Regions from separate parts of the Mus musculus genome. Here regions 1, 2, 3, 4, 5 and 7 are each linked to region 6. A link is a contact called in public Hi-C and HiChIP or PLAC-seq data. All regions are on one chromosome and are shown on one strand. The core of a region is the stretch at or near the end of the contact, and the rest is flanking DNA. Distances in the headings are between cores, read along the strand shown.

The links. Hi-C and Micro-C count contacts between places; a contact is called where the count stands out from the background. HiChIP or PLAC-seq counts read pairs in DNA pulled down with a chosen protein or histone mark.
Region 1: an H3K4me3 HiChIP or PLAC-seq map of embryonic basal ganglia shows a contact between it and region 6, with 4 times the contacts expected there. The contact joins the enhancer-like site here to the promoter of Robo2 in region 6. A contact is called at or near these places in 1 of 39 promoter capture datasets (cranial neural crest), 2 of 484 Hi-C or Micro-C datasets (both in uterus) and 9 of 115 datasets of contacts at active chromatin or transcription factors (VIP interneurons, embryonic basal ganglia, embryonic forebrain and 5 more).
Region 2: a contact with region 6 is called in an H3K4me3 HiChIP or PLAC-seq map of embryonic limb bud, with 5 times the contacts expected there. The contact joins the enhancer-like site here to the promoter of Robo2 in region 6. A contact is called at or near these places in 8 of 39 promoter capture datasets (the HPC-7 cell line, cranial neural crest, embryonic stem cells and 4 more), 25 of 484 Hi-C or Micro-C datasets (the AML12 cell line, cardiomyocytes, cerebral cortex and 13 more), 9 of 115 datasets of contacts at active chromatin or transcription factors (differentiating embryonic stem cells, embryonic forebrain, embryonic hindbrain and 6 more) and 1 of 9 other capture datasets (embryonic stem cells).
Region 3: a contact with region 6 is called in an H3K27ac HiChIP or PLAC-seq map of VIP interneurons, with 4 times the contacts expected there. The contact joins the enhancer-like site here to the promoter of Robo2 in region 6. A contact is called at or near these places in 7 of 39 promoter capture datasets (frontonasal cranial neural crest, hippocampal neurons, liver and 3 more), 8 of 484 Hi-C or Micro-C datasets (cerebral cortex, cranial neural crest and uterus) and 7 of 115 datasets of contacts at active chromatin or transcription factors (VIP interneurons, craniofacial prominence, embryonic basal ganglia and 4 more).
Region 4: a Hi-C map of cortical neurons shows a contact between it and region 6, with 2.6 times the contacts expected there. The contact joins the enhancer-like site here to the promoter of Robo2 in region 6. A contact is called at or near these places in 4 of 39 promoter capture datasets (cranial neural crest, hippocampal neurons, maxillary cranial neural crest and 1 more), 5 of 484 Hi-C or Micro-C datasets (cerebral cortex, cortical neurons and forebrain) and 6 of 115 datasets of contacts at active chromatin or transcription factors (a beta-TC-6 cell line, embryonic forebrain, embryonic midbrain and 2 more).
Region 5: a contact with region 6 is called in a Hi-C map of olfactory sensory neurons, with 4 times the contacts expected there. The contact joins the enhancer-like site here to the promoter of Robo2 in region 6. A contact is called at or near these places in 3 of 484 Hi-C or Micro-C datasets (cerebral cortex, cranial neural crest and olfactory sensory neurons), 4 of 115 datasets of contacts at active chromatin or transcription factors (SST interneurons, differentiating embryonic stem cells, embryonic limb bud and 1 more) and 1 of 9 other capture datasets (pancreatic islet).
Region 7: a contact with region 6 is called in a Hi-C map of olfactory sensory neurons, with 7 times the contacts expected there. The contact joins the enhancer-like site here to the promoter of Robo2 in region 6. A contact is called at or near these places in 2 of 484 Hi-C or Micro-C datasets (cranial neural crest and olfactory sensory neurons), 4 of 115 datasets of contacts at active chromatin or transcription factors (differentiating embryonic stem cells, embryonic forebrain, embryonic limb bud and 1 more) and 1 of 9 other capture datasets (pancreatic islet).

The regions. Positions count from the first base shown.
Region 1 is chr16:73,968,371-73,971,070 of GRCm38.p6, reverse strand. It overlaps Robo2 (roundabout guidance receptor 2), which reads left to right. Exons shown (of 28, transcript NM_175549.5): 12 at 1-17. Among named protein-coding and RNA genes, the nearest start is that of Gm22163, 89 kb to the left of the region's middle. Within about 2 kb of position 1,265, at least 3 of the 459 cell types and tissues checked have an H3K27ac peak or open chromatin away from gene starts, as enhancers often do. A contact at or near this core is called in embryonic basal ganglia, where this site is marked.
Region 2 is chr16:74,794,400-74,797,099 of GRCm38.p6, reverse strand. It overlaps a transcript of Robo2 not described here. Among named protein-coding and RNA genes, the nearest start is that of Gm52242, 180 kb to the right of the region's middle. Within about 2 kb of position 1,354, at least 11 of the 459 cell types and tissues checked have an H3K27ac peak or open chromatin away from gene starts, as enhancers often do. A contact at or near this core is called in embryonic limb bud, neural tube and second pharyngeal arch cranial neural crest, where this site is marked.
Region 3 is chr16:74,092,417-74,095,116 of GRCm38.p6, reverse strand. The region is part of intron 2 of Robo2 (roundabout guidance receptor 2); the gene reads left to right. Among named protein-coding and RNA genes, the nearest start is that of Gm22163, 35 kb to the right of the region's middle. Within about 2 kb of position 1,421, at least 37 of the 459 cell types and tissues checked have an H3K27ac peak or open chromatin away from gene starts, as enhancers often do. A contact at or near this core is called in VIP interneurons, craniofacial prominence, embryonic limb bud and 4 more, where this site is marked.
Region 4 is chr16:74,004,492-74,007,191 of GRCm38.p6, reverse strand. The region is part of intron 6 of Robo2 (roundabout guidance receptor 2); the gene reads left to right. Among named protein-coding and RNA genes, the nearest start is that of Gm22163, 53 kb to the left of the region's middle. Within about 2 kb of position 1,276, at least 6 of the 459 cell types and tissues checked have an H3K27ac peak or open chromatin away from gene starts, as enhancers often do. A contact at or near this core is called in cortical neurons, where this site is marked.
Region 5 is chr16:74,139,227-74,141,926 of GRCm38.p6, reverse strand. The region is part of intron 2 of Robo2 (roundabout guidance receptor 2); the gene reads left to right. Among named protein-coding and RNA genes, the nearest start is that of Gm22163, 82 kb to the right of the region's middle. Within about 2 kb of position 1,251, at least 4 of the 459 cell types and tissues checked have an H3K27ac peak or open chromatin away from gene starts, as enhancers often do. A contact at or near this core is called in olfactory sensory neurons, where this site is marked.
Region 6 is chr16:74,410,443-74,413,142 of GRCm38.p6, reverse strand. It overlaps Robo2 (roundabout guidance receptor 2), which reads left to right and starts at 1,318. Exons shown (of 28, transcript NM_175549.5): 1 at 1,318-2,291. The coding sequence starts at 2,231.
Region 7 is chr16:74,120,953-74,123,652 of GRCm38.p6, reverse strand. All of the region lies in intron 2 of Robo2 (roundabout guidance receptor 2), which reads left to right. Among named protein-coding and RNA genes, the nearest start is that of Gm22163, 63 kb to the right of the region's middle. Within about 2 kb of position 1,407, at least 2 of the 459 cell types and tissues checked have an H3K27ac peak or open chromatin away from gene starts, as enhancers often do. A contact at or near this core is called in olfactory sensory neurons, where this site is marked.

The DNA of each region.
Region 1 (2,700 bases), core at 16-2,515, 440 kb after region 6:
TCCTGTACGCACACAAGGTAATTTTGGCAGCTGTGAAAAATTGCTGGCTTTAGTAGGGTGTATCAACTTAAAACTTGGGCATTGCATGAGCAAAACAAATGTGTAAATGCAGACTGTACATGATACTCTGAATTTTGTCCATGGAAGAAAAGGTTTTCAGACTGCCTTGCTATGATGTATGCTTTGAGAGTACTAAAGCTAGTTTCTAGGTAAAGCAAACAAATAGTTAAGTACGTGTGTAGTAAATGAGAATCTCTGAGTGAAAAAAAAAACCTTTCCCCTTCTCTATTACACAATAGAAAAAAATAATAAACCCTTGAAAAATAGATGCCCAGACATCATTGTCAGAATTATTTTTCTGTTTTTGTGTTTCATTCCTCAATCCACCCAGGAAAGTGGATCTCCCAGTGTGGATTTTGAATACGAGTATTAGTGACCATAAATCTATTAGAGAGACATTTTCAGGCTTAAATCTAAAGACAAAAGGAGGTCAGAGCCCTGAGTTGAGTTACTATGGCATCTATACTGTATAGCACTGATGCTTAACAACCACTACTGTGTTTTGTGTGTGTGTGTGTGTGTGTGTGTGTGTGTGTGTGTGTGTGCCTGTGTCTGTGTAGGTGTGTGTGTATATACATACATATATACACACAAAAAACATATATATAATTATATTATGTATACACACAGTATATATGTGTGTGTGTATATATATATATATGCATATATATAATATTTGGTTATTTCAAGCGATATTTATTTCAGAAAAGAATAAATAAGTCCTTCTTCTTGGCATAGGTGATTCTTCTGACTAATATACCACTATCAAATAGAATATTAAAATGAATGGAAATTTTCATCTCCACCTTTTCTGTAACCTGTCCTTTACTATAGGCAGGAGTAGGGGAGTGCTTAGAAGTCATGACACAGAAGTCACTGCTATGCAGGTTTTATACAGAATGCTATATTATCCTTTCCTTCCCTACTAGTAATAGAAGGAATAGTACAATAGAAAATGGGACCTTCATTGTTTGTTACAATCTACTCCCCACAGGGTTCTAGAGAAAGGATTAATTATTTATTTGCAAGAGCTTTTGAAAGATATATAATTCAAGTAGTATTTTTATGCTATGAAAGGCACCATGCAGCCATAAAATATTATTATAATTACAATGTCGTTCAGGGGTAGTGACTAGCATGCCATTATCACAGAAAAGGGTGCGGTAAAGGAATGAAGTCAAATAAAGTTGCCACGTGATGGGAGCGTGGCTGACACGATGACAGTTGAGGGAGGAGGGGATGGTACTCTGCTTTTGTTCTCTCCGCCATAGTGTGCTTAATTTTCCATGATGATGAAGGGTATGTAGGTAAAGAACCTGTCTCCAGAGAGAGAGAGAAAGCACAACAAAGACTTTGAAGACCTGAAAGTAGTTACATTTTATCTCATCCCTATGCGACCACTTTTAAGGTGTCTGGATTGAAGGAGTAAATTAAATGACTGAGTGTGAAATGGAAGAGATATACGATTTTTTTTAAGTCAAGAAATTTTAGACTGTATGTTAGCTATACCTGTGGGGATAGCAGTCATTGTTGGATGTACAGCTGCAGTTCGAGGTAGAGAAAGACCAAGGTTGAGAGGAGTTCCTTTGTGATGCAGTCTCACATACCTTCATGATCCTGAGTAACTGTGCCAGGCATGAAATATTGACTCAGAATATAAGACTCAGTGAAAAGGTCAACAGAGATTAATGGATTAATGAATTGTGTGTGTGTGTGTGTGTGTGTGTGTGTGTGTGTGTGTGTGTGTGTGGTATAGGGGGAGGGAGGGAGACAGAGATAAAGACAGAGACAGAGATCTGGCTTGTTCCAACTGAGAAATTTCACATATCTGATGACCTAAAGTCTTGTAACAGATATTTCATAGGAGAACTCATGTGTTGTATCTGAATGTCAGATTTATTTGTGATGTCACACATTCAGCTGTTTGGAAATCTACAGAGCACTTCATTTCAAAGAACACATTGGCTTTCAAGGTCTGAGTTTTCAATTCCTTTAATAACCACTTACTTTGAAAATAATTTTCTTCGTTAAACCTCCTAAATACTTGTAGGTGAATATCACATTAGGACCTGTATACATCAGCAAAGGTTGATAGTATTCAGATAAAGGACCATTTTGCTCTAAAGCAATTCACATTTTACTTTGTTGCTTAGGTCAAGAATGTAAAAAGGGAAATAAAAGAAAATTACAGTATGTTGCTCCTAATTACTTACATCCTAGTTAAAATTAGCACAATGAAATCACAGTTAAGATATAGACCTCTAAATTCTGTAAGAATGTTACATTATGAACTAACCAGTACCCCGGAGCTCTTGACTCAGGCTGCATATGTATCAAAAGATGGCCCAGTCGGCCATCACTGGAAAGAGAGGCCCATTGGACACACAAACTTTATATGCCCCAGTACAGGGGAACGCCAGGGCCAAAAAAAAAGGGGGGGAATGGGTGGGTAGGGGAGTGGGGGGAGGGTATGGGGGACTTTTGGGATAGCATTGGAAATGTAATTGAGGAAAATATGTAATAAAAAATTTAAAAAAAGGATGCTGCAATACAAACTGAGGAAAGAGCAGAAGGAATTAATTTTAAAAACATTTAGAATTGGACAACTTTCTTTAAATCAAATAGTTTTGGTGAAACTTT
Region 2 (2,700 bases), core at 105-2,604, 380 kb before region 6:
CTTTGATTAAAATATTTACACTGTTGTTGGATTCTATATGATAAATACTTATAATTAGAAGTTTAAGTAACAATGTAGCAATTCCACCCCCCAAAAAAAAACAGGCCCTCGATTAAATTATAAATAAAGTCACAGCATAGTATATGAAAATAGATAATACTATGACATTCTACTTGTATTTATGTTACATACTAGAAGAATATCACCAAGATTTCAAATATTTAAATTAGGAAGAAATTGTCTTCTCCTATGTTTATGTAATGTAGAAATAATGAAATAAGCCTGCTCAAAGAGCCTGCATAAAGAAATGTGCAGCCTGCCCAACAGTTACATGTATAAGAGGGGCAAGAAATAGTAAACTACAAAAATATCATCTTAGCACCCTGGAGTTCAACATAGGGAAGGAAAGTGTGTTATGATGCTTTGTGTGACTCGAGTGCTTTGTTATACCTTGATGCATAATTTACGGCCACTCCTTCCTCCAGCTCTTAAAACAAATCTTACAAAAAATGTTCTCTGCATTCAGTACAGGACCCCTGAAAAGTACTTGTAATGAAAGCCTTTCCATTTAATGGTTAAAAACAAGGTAAATAGAATTTATGGCTGTCCAGGGCCCAATTAAACTTCCATTCAAACTTGTCCTGACTGGAAAATAAATTACATAAGGATTCTGAATACGGTTTTTACACACTTGGGGGGTGGGGGACAAACATCTGTGGAGAGCTGTGATTTATAAAGTATTGATTTCTTTGTTAAATAATGAATTAGATGTCCTACCACAATATTATTTATCAAACTTTTTGTCATATAATTAAATTGTCACATAATGGATTGTCCCCATATAGATTCATTAAATATTAAAAACTACATGTGACACCACTCACCTTATCTTTGGCTAACAACACTTTTCCTCTGTTCTTTTCCATTAAGGTCAATAATGGCAGCTGCCATCCACATTATTGAAGCTGTAACCTCTGCTTCCCAGGGCTACAGAAACCACAAACACATTCCTTTAGCTTAAGCAGGAAAACCCCCTCAGTAGCTGGAATTACCCACACTTGGAAATCAAGTCCTTGCATGGCAAACATTCCATTGAATTCAAGAGAAGTTATAAAATCAACATAAACAAAAAAGTTTGGCATTAAAATTAGATTTCCATGTGTCTGAGTCCTCCTCCCCTTAATCACCCCTGACTTTTCTTAGAACATTTGCTTATAGCCTATATTGTCCTGGCTCCCTCCCTGAAACACCCCTCCCATCCACTAGCCTGACTCTCCATATATTATAACTATAGCCACCCACAAAGTGTCACCAGCTGCATAAATGTGTTTCCATCTTCCCCTGATCACTAACCCATATTCCCACGTGTGCTGACCTCCCCTCAGGAGTAACTGAAGCCTTGCCATAATTAATACTTGTTGTGGCCACGTAATCCATTTCCACCCATCCTACCCCACAAGTATAATAGAGTCCTGTTTCTCTCCACTTGACACTCACGAGCTGACATTGTTTTGGAAGTAAATCCATGCATCCCATTAAACTGTATCCACAGCTGGACAGAGCGGTCTCATGTGGACGAGAGATGCTGAGGCAGTTAACAATATAGGCTAGCAGTAATTGAATGCTTAATAGTCTCAGGTATTAGACTAAACTTTATTACTGTTCCCATGGTAATTTGTTTAATTTTTAATGTTACAAACTTTATCATTTAAAAAAATACTCATGCAAATATAAATATCACAAAGCAAAATGAACAAGACCCCAAGTATACCCAGTTCAATCAACTTCTGTACAGTTAGAACAGACAACTGGAATAAAGCCTGGGGCTTTACATTAAACCTTACACTCTCATTATTACGTGTATTTCAAGTATTTGCTCAACACAGGAAAGGAGATAATATAAAGTCAATTGTTTTCTGGCTATAATTTTTCCATAGTTCTTTAAAAAATTGGTGGTAGATAGGAACATAGGCTAAACTAGTACATGCATGTTCTTAGTCTATCATCATGGCAACCTAACAGAATGTGTACTGACAGTTTTCTTGTTTCATTCTCGAGGAGGCTATAGATTAAATGTAATCCGTCATATGCTGATGTTACAGTACTCAGAAATGACAGTAGAATGTAGGCAACAAGTATATCTGCTTTCAGAATCTATTTATATTTGTACTTCAGTGCTCCTCTGTGAATAGGAAAAAAAAAAGTATAACTAGAGGACTGAGGACCGCAGGAATTATCAGTTCTGGAATTTCTGTGTTTGGTTAAGTGTGTGAGTGTGTGTGTGTGTGTGTGTGTGTGTGTGTGTGTGTGTGTGTGTGTGTGGTTATAGCATAGGCTATCTGAAAGACCAGAATGTTCATCTTCTAGTAATGAATAAGAGGACAGTGAGTGTAGCTTGGTTAGGATAGTGTTTGTCTAGTAGGTTGAAGCTGAGGCATCCACTATCAACAAGGCATAAACCAATGATAATGGCCACAACCATAATCCCAGGGTTTGGAAGTTGGGTGCAAGATCAGGTGTTTACATTCATCCTTGTCTACATAGTGGGATTCAAGCCAGCCAAAAATACACGGACACCCTTTATCAAAAACAGTAAACCAGCAAGAAAAGCAAGGAGAATTTTTAAAAAGATAAAGATGGATTGGGAACAGGAGTAAGGCTATTATCTTCTGAAAGCCTACATTAAATATACTTGTGAGT
Region 3 (2,700 bases), core at 172-2,671, 320 kb after region 6:
GAAAGAAATGGAGAGAGAGAGAGAGAGAGTTTACATATTGTCACCAAGGAAGACACTCTTAAAACGATGAAAATTTAGGGATGAGAATTAAAATTAAATTTAACTATTTGGTAATGAATGCGGGGGTGGGAAAAAGAGTGTTCTAGGACAATGGAAGAAGGAAGATAAATGGTTCCAAGCAGATGAGGACAGGGCTCAGGCATAGGATGAGTTGAGTGAGAGTAAGGAAATTGAGTGAAAGTCAGCCAATGTGTCTACACATGCACTTAGCAATGTGAATCCATTCGGAATTTGTGAAGAACATGTTCTACACTGAAGTGAGTGCTTCCAACATGGTGACAAGACATGGAGATGGTTTCACTTGATCCATGAGGCAGGAGATCTTGTAAGACCTGCCTAGACCTGATACATTTAAAAACTAGTATCATCTGCACTGGATCATTTTATGTGAAGTTATTGAGAAAGAAGGAGTAGAAAAACTCAAAAGTTCATGTCTAGCTGGAAAAAATATTCATGATCTTCTACATTTAAAGACTATGAAAGTTATCAGGTATTTTGACTAGGTCAAGTGTGGATCTTTTATTTAATATTTCACACTATTGACACCAGGTAGGTGGTAGAAGACATGAGCTTCCACAAAGTTAACTTGAAATCTTAGGAAATCTGTACTAAGCTTGTGATATTTGATAAGAGTACACAGGATGATACATACAGGAAGCAGACATCCTAAAGTTACATCATTGATATGATGAAAACCTAGCAAAGACTACATTTAAAACATTAATGGTAGGCAGCCAAATAGAAGGAAGGTATCATTTTTAGGGCATGAGCAGTGTATATTTCAAGTTCCAGTTCATCAGATGCTACCAATATGAAATGACCACTGGAAACAGTAATATGGAGACCTCTGGACTCTGTTATGAAGGCAATTTTGTTGGAGTAGAAAGGGGAAAGTCTTTATTACCCAAGGTTTAAGAGAAAATAGAAACGAAAAATTAGAGATAGCAAGCAATAATAGCATTTCTAGTTTCCTGTAGGCCAGGGAACAAAGAGAGATTATCTGGAAAGGGACAGGAGGACAATAACATGGATTTGGTTTCATCTTAAATGAGGCTCATAAAGCTTGCCAATATGCTTACGGGAGTCATCTAACACACAACAGAGAAGGGAAAAAATGTTGCAGGAAAATGCTTGAGTGGAGTTGAGGATTCCAGCTAGAAACAGGGGCGAAGGTGATTTAGGCACAGGGAGACTGTTGCAGGATGTAGACAGTGGCCCATGAGTAAGAAATATCTTTGGTCTTTGTCATCTGCACCTCACAATGTGTTTGTTTGGTTTTATTCTCACAGTCACATTTCTCCCCCCTCCCCACCCCTTTAAATAGGCACACTAGCTCACATTGTTTAGTAGAAGAACAGTGAAATGTGCTGAAAGGGAACAGATTTCCAGACAGGGTTGAGGTCTCAGCTAATCTTTTACATGTGGCTCCTTTTATAGCCAGTTTGTACAAATAAAGAGTCCCCTTTTCCAGTCTGATTTAATGGAACAATGAAGATGTGTTTGCTCATGGACATGAGGGCCCCACCCTTGGTTTCAGGGAGCTCCCTATCTAGTAGGACATGCTCAGAGGTACGTAGACTGTATTTTCTAGATAAAAATCAAGATCCGGTCATCCCATTTGCAATCTTCTAATGAGAGAGAATTGTTAGCGCCAAGGCCATCTAGGAATGCTCACAGCATGTGTTTTGCATTACAGTAATTAGTGTCAGATGTTTAAAAGTGCTGATTTAGAGAAACAAACAGTGGTGGAGTGGAGGGAAGACGGAATGTTCAGCTCTGCCTTAGACAACTTTGCCTTAGATGTACGGGATACAAAACTAAAGCTTCAAAACTGCTGACAGCTCCCGAGAGGAGGGAGTTCAGTCTGAGCAGGTAGATGAGGGGCCACTTTTGAGTGAAAATTATCACAAGCAACATGGAGCACTGTCCTGGCAGTGTTAAGGGTGGCATAAGTATGTATGTGTTTTAAAACGATTAATTTGCTGGTGTGTGTGTAAGAGAAGAACCATGGTAAAGAATAAGAATTATTAGTTGCCCTGTGCCCTGGCCTGAGAAGTCTAATCAGGATGTGTCAAGAGCTCCGGCTATTGAGAGTAGAGGTAGAGGTAGATACTGTTTGGTTTGGGAAAGAGCAAAAGGGATTTGATAGTCCCTCTCAATAACAGAAAAAAATGTAAACTTGAATATCACTTGCTGGTGCTTAGCTCCATGCATAGCCCACTGCTGTTCACCAGGAGGGAAGCAAGTGTAATGAGCTTGCGAGGTACATATTCAGGCTGAGGTCAGTTGAGGCAGTTGGAAGAACGAATTCATTTCTTTGGCATCTTCACTTTGTTTAAGGGACACTGAATTTATGACTTAAACCTAAAATAAAAAGAATGTAATGAATAGGGAGGATTAAGGGCAATGAAAACAACATAACTAAAATAAAATGATAATAAATGCTGACAACATTAATGCATAGTTAGGAAAATTATTCTTCTCAATCCTCGAAATGATGAGTTACATTGGTTTTTGTACTAAGTAATTTCTGGGGTGGAGGGAATGTGCATAATGAAGAATATTTGTTTTGTTGCTGTTGTTTTCTTTCTTGTATCCATGGTAACATTAGATTAATTCCTTAACAAAGAAAATATCCTA
Region 4 (2,700 bases), core at 27-2,526, 410 kb after region 6:
TGAGTGACTTACGGCAGTGCTCAGAAGTATGAAGAGCTATACTTCAAATGTGACAACTGCTATGAACTTGGGAAATTGAAAGTTAGATACATTTTCATTGGATTAGTAAAGAAAAGGCTCACAATGATGAGATTAGACTGCCACGACACTGCATTAGCTCTTACAATGGCTTTCAATATATTAAATATAGACATTCAAACTTTTAGAATAATGCTCAAAGGCACACAACAACTGAAATAATGAATTACATGCATCATTGAAAACTCATTATTATTCAAATGTGTTAATGGAGTCCAAAACAAGTATTTCACAACTTTGAGGATCTTAGAGATTGCATAAAGAGTATTCTAAAACAAATATCATACAGAGAGGAGAAAATTATGTTCTAATTCTAATACAAATAGGGGAATATATTTTCAAATAAACACATAGTCTAGAGAAAAGTGCCTGGATTCTTCTAATAAAGGATTTTAAGGGAAAGTAAGAATCAACTTCAAATTCAGACACACGTAAGACTTCAGAAAACAATCACTCTGTTATTCCAAATGAAGCTTCTTTGTGTTCTTCAGGGAAGCCCAATTTGGAATCATTGAGAACTTACGAGTGAGAATCTGTCCAAAGATGACTTAGGAGAGCCAATTGAGTTTTAAAGTGACAACAAGATTATTTCACCATGCAAATCACAATTGGAATTGTACGCATGCATTGCTGCATTTTGAGATTCTATATAAGTTTGATTAGATATGGGTTGTAGAAAGTATTTTGAATTTCATCAATTGCACACTTCTCACTAGAGAAAAAGATTTACCATATTACACTTAGTCATTTGGAATGTCGCCAATGCCTCAGAATGAGTCCTCTTATCTGTTATATTTGGGGTTAGCACAAAATCTAGATCAATGTTTCTTTGATAATGAATTCACCAAACCATTCTGCCTTATTTTTGACACTGTTCCTAAGGCAAGACTCATACGGAGAGCAAAAGTGCATCTGAGGGCAAAGCTGGCTATGAATAGTGAAGTATTTATTTGTTTACTTGGAAATGTCTTCTGACAATATGAAAATGATCTCAATAGGAAACCTACCTCCTTTCCTATAACCATCTGGTTTATTTTCCCATTAGAAGTCTTTCTCCAGCATAAAAATAAAAATGAACATCTATTTTGGAGATGGGCAACACATTTTTTTTCTTAGCAATAATTCAAAACACGATGAGCAATTTGGAAAAGAACTGTCAAATCTACCAGCTGCCTCGCCTGTGAAGTTGAGCTCTCTTCCGTTTTGTGTCTTATGTACCATATGCTAGCTGCTGATTGCCTCAGTTATAGTAGGAAAAGCTGAGTGGATCAGGTGAAACTTTTGGAAATCATGAATTACAAACACCCTATATAACTTCACAGAAATCTTTAATCATTTACCAATTTAGTCACACACACACACACACACACACACACACACACACACACACACATGCACACACACACAATGTTTTCAACATTTTGATAGAACGTGTTAATGCAACTATTTATAAGTAATTGAGAATTACATGTTATTGCACAAACACCCATATTAAATGATTTAATTTTAAAGAAACAGTGCTTGAGAAATGTCTCAGTAGTTCAGAGCACTTGCTGCTCTTGCAGCATACACATGGCGACTCATAACCATCTGTAATTACAATTCATGCTGATCCCACATCCATTTCTGGCATCCATGGTCACTGTACATACTCGAAGAAGTACCATACATGCAAAAAAACAACATACATACACACACACACACACACACACACACACACACAAAACTTTTGAAGAAGAATGAAAAAAGCCTCCATTTTAAACAAAAATCCTTATGGACTTATCCACACATTAGCTAGTTCTGCTTATATGTTAGAGTAAATTTTAATTATTGGATGACCAAATAATTTTTTCTTGAATTTAACAAACAATCAAAAGACCAAAAAAATTCTATTTGGAGATAATTACAACACATACATGATTTGGAGTCTAAGATGTCAAATATTTCCAATCCTTTCATGTTGCAGTCAAGCTTGGGATTTAGTATTTACACATCACTTAATATGCTAACTATTTCAATAACTTTTAAAATTAGGAATCTCATAGGTCTTACACTTCCACTTGAAATATCTCCTAAAGATGTCTTGAGTGTGTTTTGCAAGATCTATGTTTTGATTCTCAGCCTTCCGTCTCCCTCAGAAGAACTGTTACTCAGGTGACCTAAGGGGGTCATCTCTTACTTGCAAGTGCTATGTTTTCTGTACATAGCACTAAAAAGCTATGTGTTCCTATTGGCAGTGTTTTTTTTAAATTAACTATTACTGAAGCCCGCTTTTTTCACTTTTTAAAATATTGATAGCTTACATAAAAAGTATTGTTTATGTCTTACAAATTTCAATAGTGTTCATGAGAAACGTTATCTTTGCAGAGAGTAATTTAAGGAAGCAATGCAATCATGTATTACTTCTAACACTGAAATAACTTCAGCTGTGTAAGTCACACTATGTAAATTGCCAAACAAGAACAAATTGCTTTTGAAATTATGACATAACACCTTCATCCACAATTCTCAGAATGTGGGCGAGAGGTCCTTTTAAGCTTTTATAATGAAGGGGAGTTTACTGAACTATAAAGCTTATCATATAATTTTCCCACTTGTTTTATTATACTATAAGATTGTTCT
Region 5 (2,700 bases), core at 2-2,501, 270 kb after region 6:
GAAAATATACACTAATAGCAGAAATATGCTAAGAAACTTATGGTAGACCTAATTTATTAAAACCTCACTCATGTTGACTAACATATATATATATATATATATATATATATATATATATATAAAATGGTATTCTTTCATTTTGCATGTCTGTGGTGTACATGCGTATATTTGTTCTCATGCAGATGCATCCCCAAATATCTGCAATTATAGGGACATGTGTGCCTCTGTATGATTGTGTAGGCCAGAGTTAAGCATCTTTCTCAAGCACTCCCCACTTTATACATCGAGATAGGGCCGCTGATTTGAATCCAGAGCTTGGAAGCTAGCAACCCAGCTTCCTTTGAAGCCCACATGTCCTGCCTGTAGTGATCCGCCTTGCAAGGCATCTGCTTAATTCATTGGCCCATCTCCTCAGGGCTTACACTATTTTTATGGGGAAACAGAAGAGTGGTCAAGGCTGAGAATTACCAGAATTGCTGAAAACTCTTACATCTGCCTTTAATAGTCTTGATTTTTGCCTATAACTTATTTGAGAGATTATCCTCCATGTTGTTGGAGCACCAGCCATCAAAGCTCCATCGGGTATGTATCTTTCTGTGGCTGACATTTTCGGGGTCCTCTAGTCTAGGCGTTCTGTGTGGGGAATGTGCTTTCTTTGTGAAGGTGGCCATACAGCTAGATGAGGAAAATGTCTAAGATGAATTTGCTTGCCTGAATCGATTTGCATATGATTCCTCACAAAAATTCTTTAAGTAGTTTCTATTTATCTCAAGAGACCTATTAATCTAGATCATTGCTTTTGTTTCGTTAACTCTCAGAGTAGACTTCTTTTCAGAGTGGTTTGTTTAAATACTCTAATGAAGAAACAAATCATAACTGGCTCAAGCTTGTCACAGAGCCTTATCAATATTCTATTTTGTTGCTGCTAGAAAAAAAAAAGAAATAACTTTTATGATCCCTGGACTTCGATCATACTTAAAAACTTGCAGTCTCTCCTCTAAGAATATCCTCTGGCCATCAACCGCCTCAGATGTCATAGTCCTGCAGAGTATATACACAGACATCTATGGTAATGGTATTAAAGATGTAAATAATACTTCCTACTTTAAAAAAATGGCAGAAGAGAAGGAGTGACTGAGTGAGATTGAAGATGCATGAAAACCAGACATAGCACAGGTACTGTGACTAAGACTGAGACTGTGTCCTGAAAACCTACTTCCTAGAGGCTTAGTCCCATACTTAGTGCTCTTGGGATCAGGAGGACAAAATTAAGACACAGTTTCCCATGAGGGCTCCATCCTTCAGTTATTGTGGTTAAAGCCTCCAAAGGTGGCTGTGGAATCCTGCTATTCATTTACTGTTTTTCACCACAGCTATTAGGTCATAAATTTGTCCCATTTTATGCCACCACCATGTAGTTCTTCACTATAAGACCAAGAGCAATATGACAACCAATTTTGGTCTAAAACTTTCAGACTGTGTGCCTACCCAAACTTCCTCTCTCTATAAGTTGATCATCCAGCTATTGGTTTCAGTCACAGAAATATGGCTAGCATAATAGCACATTTATTTTCATGCACATTCATCTTATCTGAATAAATAATGACATTTCTGAAACAAAATCATAAATAGACAGATGATCTTTGATGTTGAATTCTGTGGTGTGCTTTTAAAATATCTCTTTATTCAAAGAACCTGTAAAAGAATCAAGTATGATTACTTCTACTCAGAAGTTAGGGCCTTTTTCTCTAGGTATTATAAAATCTCTTTGTGGATCATACTCTAAATGTGTAAATGAATACCATTAATTACTGGCTGTGCCTACTACCACTTCACATGTAACTGCTTGCCCTGAGTTGTTTTTACAGAACTCGACTTGGGAAGCACACCCTTGGGGCACATTGAGGATCATTAGAAGAAACAGCCCAAAGAAACTCATTACTTTATTTACTGTTAGAATTTTTTTTGAGGATGTTGTTGTCTGCATGGCCCCATGGGAACACTCCCAAAAGAATGATCTCTCATGGGGCAGTGACAAGAATAGTCTTCTGTTTCCCGAACAGGTGCTTGTTGGTCCTGTGCATATATATACTGAAAGAGCTACAAGTTTTTCCATGTCTACCTGGAATAGCATATACATAGGCACTGAGGACACATGTCCTAGGTTGGAGGATTGCAGGCTCTGCTTTTTATTCTCTTGATGTCACTTCAGGTTCCATCTGATTTATTCCTATGTTAATTCACCACCTTGCATTGAATCCATGGACTTAATTTTACTGCATTTGAATTATGGAAAATATATATGAAAAGTCTTTAGAAAAAGGCAGAGGACGAAAAAAACCAAAGAACTTTAATTATCTGAGACCAAGAAAACTCTTTAAGAAAAAGCAGTAGATTTAAACTACGTGTTGTTAAAATAGTCCTGTATAGATATAAAGTCCCTCAGAGGGAAGAGATTTGTTGAATAAATTCAGACACTCAAGAGAACACCCCTAGCCTAGATACAGTGCATGTGTAGGTAGCTGAAACATGTATTACTGAAGAATATAAGACATTGTGACAAACAGAATGTGAACACCAGTTCTCTGAGAGGATCCAGACTCAGGACAGTTCTTAGAGGGCAGTTATCCAATGATGATATCCACAAATGAGATAAAAAAAAAAAAGCCCTATGCACAAGAACTTTCTAAAAAATGGTAG
Region 6 (2,700 bases), core at 69-2,568:
CAAACAGCTACCAAGCAAAGCTTTTGATCACACGTGGGTCCGGCCACAACGGCCATGTCAGGGCACCTTAGACAGTGGCAGGAATCGGATTGAAAGTGGCCTTCTCTAACTGTGCCCAGCCCTAATAGCATCTATTCGGTAGTTTTTGCTTGGACTGTATTCCCTTTTATCGTGCTTGGGCAGAAATTCCGCTCCAGCTCATGTTAGCCTAGTTGGGTTATCAGCGTTCCTAAATCAGAGGCTGCTTTTCCTAATTCTCTTTTAGAGGTCCTAAAAAGAGCGAAGGCTCTAGAAAACCACTTCCTCAAGTCTTTTGATCCTCGACCTCCTCCATTCCCAGAGTCTTCTGCAGGACTCATTTATCACAAGGTCCCGAATTATAGTCCGTGAGTGTTGAGAGGTCAGGAGGCAACTGAGCAACATTAGCCCGATGCCAGTCCTCCCCCTATTTTCTCTTGGGGATTCCGTAGTTAGCCATAGATCTTGGCTAAAACAAGCTGGCCGAGATTAGAGATACCCCTCCCCTACATCCACATAGTTGGTTTTGTGTGTGGTGCGGTGGGGGGTGGGCAAGTTCACTTACAACCACAGAGGGTGTATGTACACAAAACCTTTCTACTCCAATAGATACTTCTTTCACTCCCCTGCTCTCCCTGTTGGCCAGCTTCTTTCTGGTAAAAGGTGAACTCTGTGTGTGTGTGTGTGTGTGTGTGTATGTGTGTGTGTGTGTGTGTGTGTGTGTGTGTGTGTGTGTGTGTGTGGTGATTTTAACAGGTAATGAGGCTGTGCCCGGGGTCCTGGAAGATCATTTTTTTTTTCTAGAAAAGCTCTTGTGCAGCTCCAGCAGACGGAGCGATGAATAATTAGGAAGGGCTTCCATGAAATCACTCACCGAGAAAATTACCTGCCCATTAAACGGGCCGCGTGAAGAGCAGGAGGCTGGAAGCCCACCTCACCCCTCCAGAGGAGGGAGGGAGGGGGACGCCCAGGAGGCTCCCAGAATGGGAAAGAGTTGATGGCAGTCCTAGCGAGCCCGCAGCGGTTCCACATTGGTTTATTTCTGTCCCCCCAAGACTTATTCGCTTGCCTGGTTACCCTTGCTCCGCGGACCCCGGGGAGGGCTGTCTCCCCCTGCACGGGACAGTGATCGGGTGGAGGTGGAGATCCGCGTACACCCCTCCATCCTTCAACCCCTCCCGGGGATATACTGGGAGCAGCTCTTTCCTCCCCTCCTCTCCTGCTTCCTCGCCTTCCCTCCTCCAAGTCCTTCCAGCCCCCAGCAGCTGCTGGAGGAGGCGGTCGCAGCGCAGCCTCCGCCTCTGAAGCGGTGACTGTCCCGAAAGAGGCTGGAGGCAGCACTACTCCCGGAGGCTGGACCACGCGTGAGCATCCTCAGGGCTCCCAGGTCCGGAGCTCCTAGATCTGGCGGTGCTCGCCAGCAGCAGCTGGACGCTAGATCTCTCCGGGGCGGCCCCTCCCGGGTGGCCGCGGCCTCAGCTCAGCCCCTCCCTCTTCCCTTGCTTCTTCTCCTCGCCCTCCTCCTCGCTCCCTCACCACGTAGGAGTTCCCATTCTCCACCCAAGCCGTCCTGCCTTCCCCTTTTCCTTCCTTTTGGAAACCAGAGACTCCGAGGGAGGCGACCAGGCTGCGGAGGAGAGGGCCGGCTCACAAAGTGCTGCTTTGACACATCCTTAGGATGGAAGTTAAGTGAAAACAGAACCACACAAAACAAAACTCCGCGAAGTGGTGCTGCTACGGAGGAAACCAAGGGGAGAAAAACCCGGTGGGCAGGTCAATGGTTGCTTCGCAGCGCTTTGGCAAGTTTGTGGAACACTTTCTAGGAATTAGGTCTTTTTTGTACCCCCATCATCTTCTTGACTTCCGAAGAAAGAAGTTGTGTTTGGATTGCAATGGAGTCTAAGGAGACAGGGCTAGACGCACGTGAATAGTCCCGCCAGCTGGGCTGAATTTGTGGGAATTTAGAAAGACAGCCTGTGGAAGTGCAACGTCTCTGAAGTCCCCTGGGTTCATTCGGATGGCACCTAACGCGTCCCGTGACAGACCTCTTCACCAACAGCTTCCGATGTTGCCATTTTGCTCTTCTTGACCTTAATTAATCTCTAGGAAAGTCTAAACTTCGGACCTACCTCTTTTTTTGATACTTATTTTTGTACTTCTGCTCTCTGGGATTGGTTTCTTAAACAACCTGGATCCTTTTTCATATGTCAAAATGAATCCTCTGATGTTTACACTATTATTGCTCTTTGGATTTCTCTGCATTCAGATTGATGGTGAGTTAAAGCACCCCTTTTTCTCTGAGATTGTTGTGCCTTCTAAAGAAAATGACAGTGTAGTTGGGAGTATGTTTGGCGAGGCACAAGCTCTTCAGGGCTAGAGGTTCTATGCCTTTTGTTTCTAACCTGATGCTAGTGGAACACCTTATTGTTACTGTTATTGTGATTCATTAATTGAGGCGTTTAGCAGTAAGTGATGGGCTCCCAGCTTAGAAGAGTAACTATTAAAAAACAATGCTAAGAGAGAACCCCGAATGGTTGTGACTACTCTCTCTCTTTGGTATTTGTTCTGGTATCTAAACTTTGGCTTAGGCATTCAACTGCAGAACTATAGTAGGCGATACTTGGAGGGGCATTTAGTGAGGATTTGATAAGGGTATCTCTAGGTTCAAAGTGTATCACCTGT
Region 7 (2,700 bases), core at 158-2,657, 290 kb after region 6:
ACACACATGGTGGTTATGTGAAGACAGCACACATGCATAGTGGTTATGTGAAGACAGTACATGCACACATGTACACACCATTATAGTAATATGAAGACAGCTGTGATAATGAGGATAAGAGAAGTGGTTGACAACGATCCTCTCTACAAGGAGAAATTTCACAACTACGGTTTATCCAATGACTAGAAGAGGCTCATCCATCCTTCTTTGTCCCTGTCTAAATCTCCACTTGGCACTCTCACCCCCTCTTCCCAGGATTGACCCTGCAGCTGCCTTACACCGAAGAAGCTGGGAATGCTGGGAGATATATGTGGATAAACTGATAACTCTTTCTATTAAGAAGTGCCTTGTAGGAAACATAGAAGTCTAGAAATCTGGGTTGGAATGAAGAGTGTACTACAGAACTGGACGGACCAGAACAGTTTTAACAAAGAGAAGGGAGTGATTTTTCAGAAGAAATACATTATGCTTAAAAAGGACTCTGTGCCTAAAATGCAGTAGGTTACACTCTAAGCAACTTGTTTTTATTAAGGTGCTGTTAGCTTTTCAGGGTCTATTGTATTCCATAGAAGAATTTTCATCTATCCATGCATATAGAATCTATGCACTTTCTGGTATCATCAGAACTATGAAGCCTTTAAGTGTGGAGATTTTCTGTTTGTCCTAACACTCAATTTATTTATTGTTATTACTTTTATGTGTTTGACCTAATATTTTAAAACACGCACTGCAGTAAGTTGAATATTTTATTGTTTAAAATATTAATACATACTGCAGTAAGTTGAATATTTTATTGTTAACATATTAATTACTTCTAGTGTTTTTGAGATTTTGCGTGATGGGTGAGACAGTCTGACTAAGTTCCTCAGGTCCATTTTTTTTTAACTCAATCCATAACCCAGGCTGGCAGGATTTGCAACCCTCCTTCCTTGGTCAACCTAGAAGCCTAGATTAAGGCTTGCATTTGGAGGCCTGAGTAGGAATGCATATTTGCAGGAAATGCACTTCCAAGCATTTATCTACAATGCAGCATTGACTGAAAAGTAGCTCTACCTGTTTCCTGCAGCTTCTCGGGACTCATATCCATGAAGTCTTGTACCATGCACAACTGGCGATACTACAATGGTAGTCCATAGTGGCGCATGCGTTAAAGAATGCTGGTACTTGGAAAGCAGAGATAGGAGGATCTCTCTAAATCTGAGACCAGCCCTGTCACATAGCGAGATCCCATCTCAAAGCAAACAATGATAATAATAACAAAACAAAGAAACAAAATCTGTGGCAGCACTGACTTTCTTGGTCAGTTCAGTCATAGCTAAGATCACTTAGTGGTAGGTGTCCTGAAGGACTAAACCACCAGCTGTAGCTGACATCTCCAAGGAGCTAAAAGGCTCCTTAGCATCCCTTTGAAAGGAGCTTTACTGATGCAGTTCTTCCCCCCAGAGACTCTTTCCTACAGCCACTGACAGCAGATTGTGTTATCTATGCTAATGTATAAGACAAACAATATAATAGACATAATTTAACTTCTGTTTTGTAATAGTTTTGCACAAGCTAAATTCCTCGTGATTTGCATCAGAGTTAAGCCATTAAGTCTGTATTAAAGGAGCCCACCTGCTCAGGCTCTGGAGCACTTGTATCAATTCCCAGCAGAATCTTCCCCTGTTCCCCTGTTGCTAGCTACACGTTCCTCCTGCATGTCCTTGGAAAAGCCCACAGCTTAATTGTGTTTGTCTTACTGAAGTTAAATGATCTATACGCTTACAACTCTTTCACTGTACCACCTCCCATAGGGCAGTTAGTTCCTTCAGAGATAGCCATCAATAATCTACCTTAACATCTGCAGACATACCTTGCCTTTGAATACCAAAGTCGCCAATTTTTCACATAACAATAAGCCATTTCTGTCATCCAATTAATACAATTCTACTTGCCTGAAGTTTTTTAACTTAAATGACATCTCTTCCTGAAATGAATCATACTGTATTCAGGCAAAAATGCCAACCAAATTATTTCCTCATTGTTATTAAGAACTAAAGCCTAAGTTTAATTCTTTTTTACTTACTAAGCATATATATACATATATACATACATATATATATATATATATATATATATATATATACATATATACATATATATGATACAATTTCTACTTACCCTATTATTTCAGAAAATCATATCTTTATTTTTATTGTTAAACATAAGATAAACTATGGTTCCAAATGTACATATATAAAAAAGAATAAGGTTTTTGTTTGTTTTACCTTTAGCTCTATGTTTGTTATGAGCCGATTCACTACAGCCAAATTATAGATTAAACAAATTTTGCCAAGAACAGATGTATGGTGAAACTAAATGTGGCACTGACATACAATAGGGTCTATTCATCCTTAGAGTTGGACAAAGTGAGGTCATTTGAGGGAAGGAAAAATCATCAGTTGGGAAAATAAGCCAGATACAGAAAGTCACGTACCATATATGTTTTTCATATGTGGAGTCAAGATGTTAAATGTGATGAAAATCCAGGTATAGTGACTTATACCTATCAAACCACCACTTGGGAAAGTGACACAGGAGGACCTAAGGCTCTGAGGATGCCTGGGCTATAGAGCATAACTCTCTCTACAGACAAAAGTACATAAAACCAAAAACAAACTAATTAGCAACTAAAGTAAGGAAAGAAAAAGAGGAAACCTG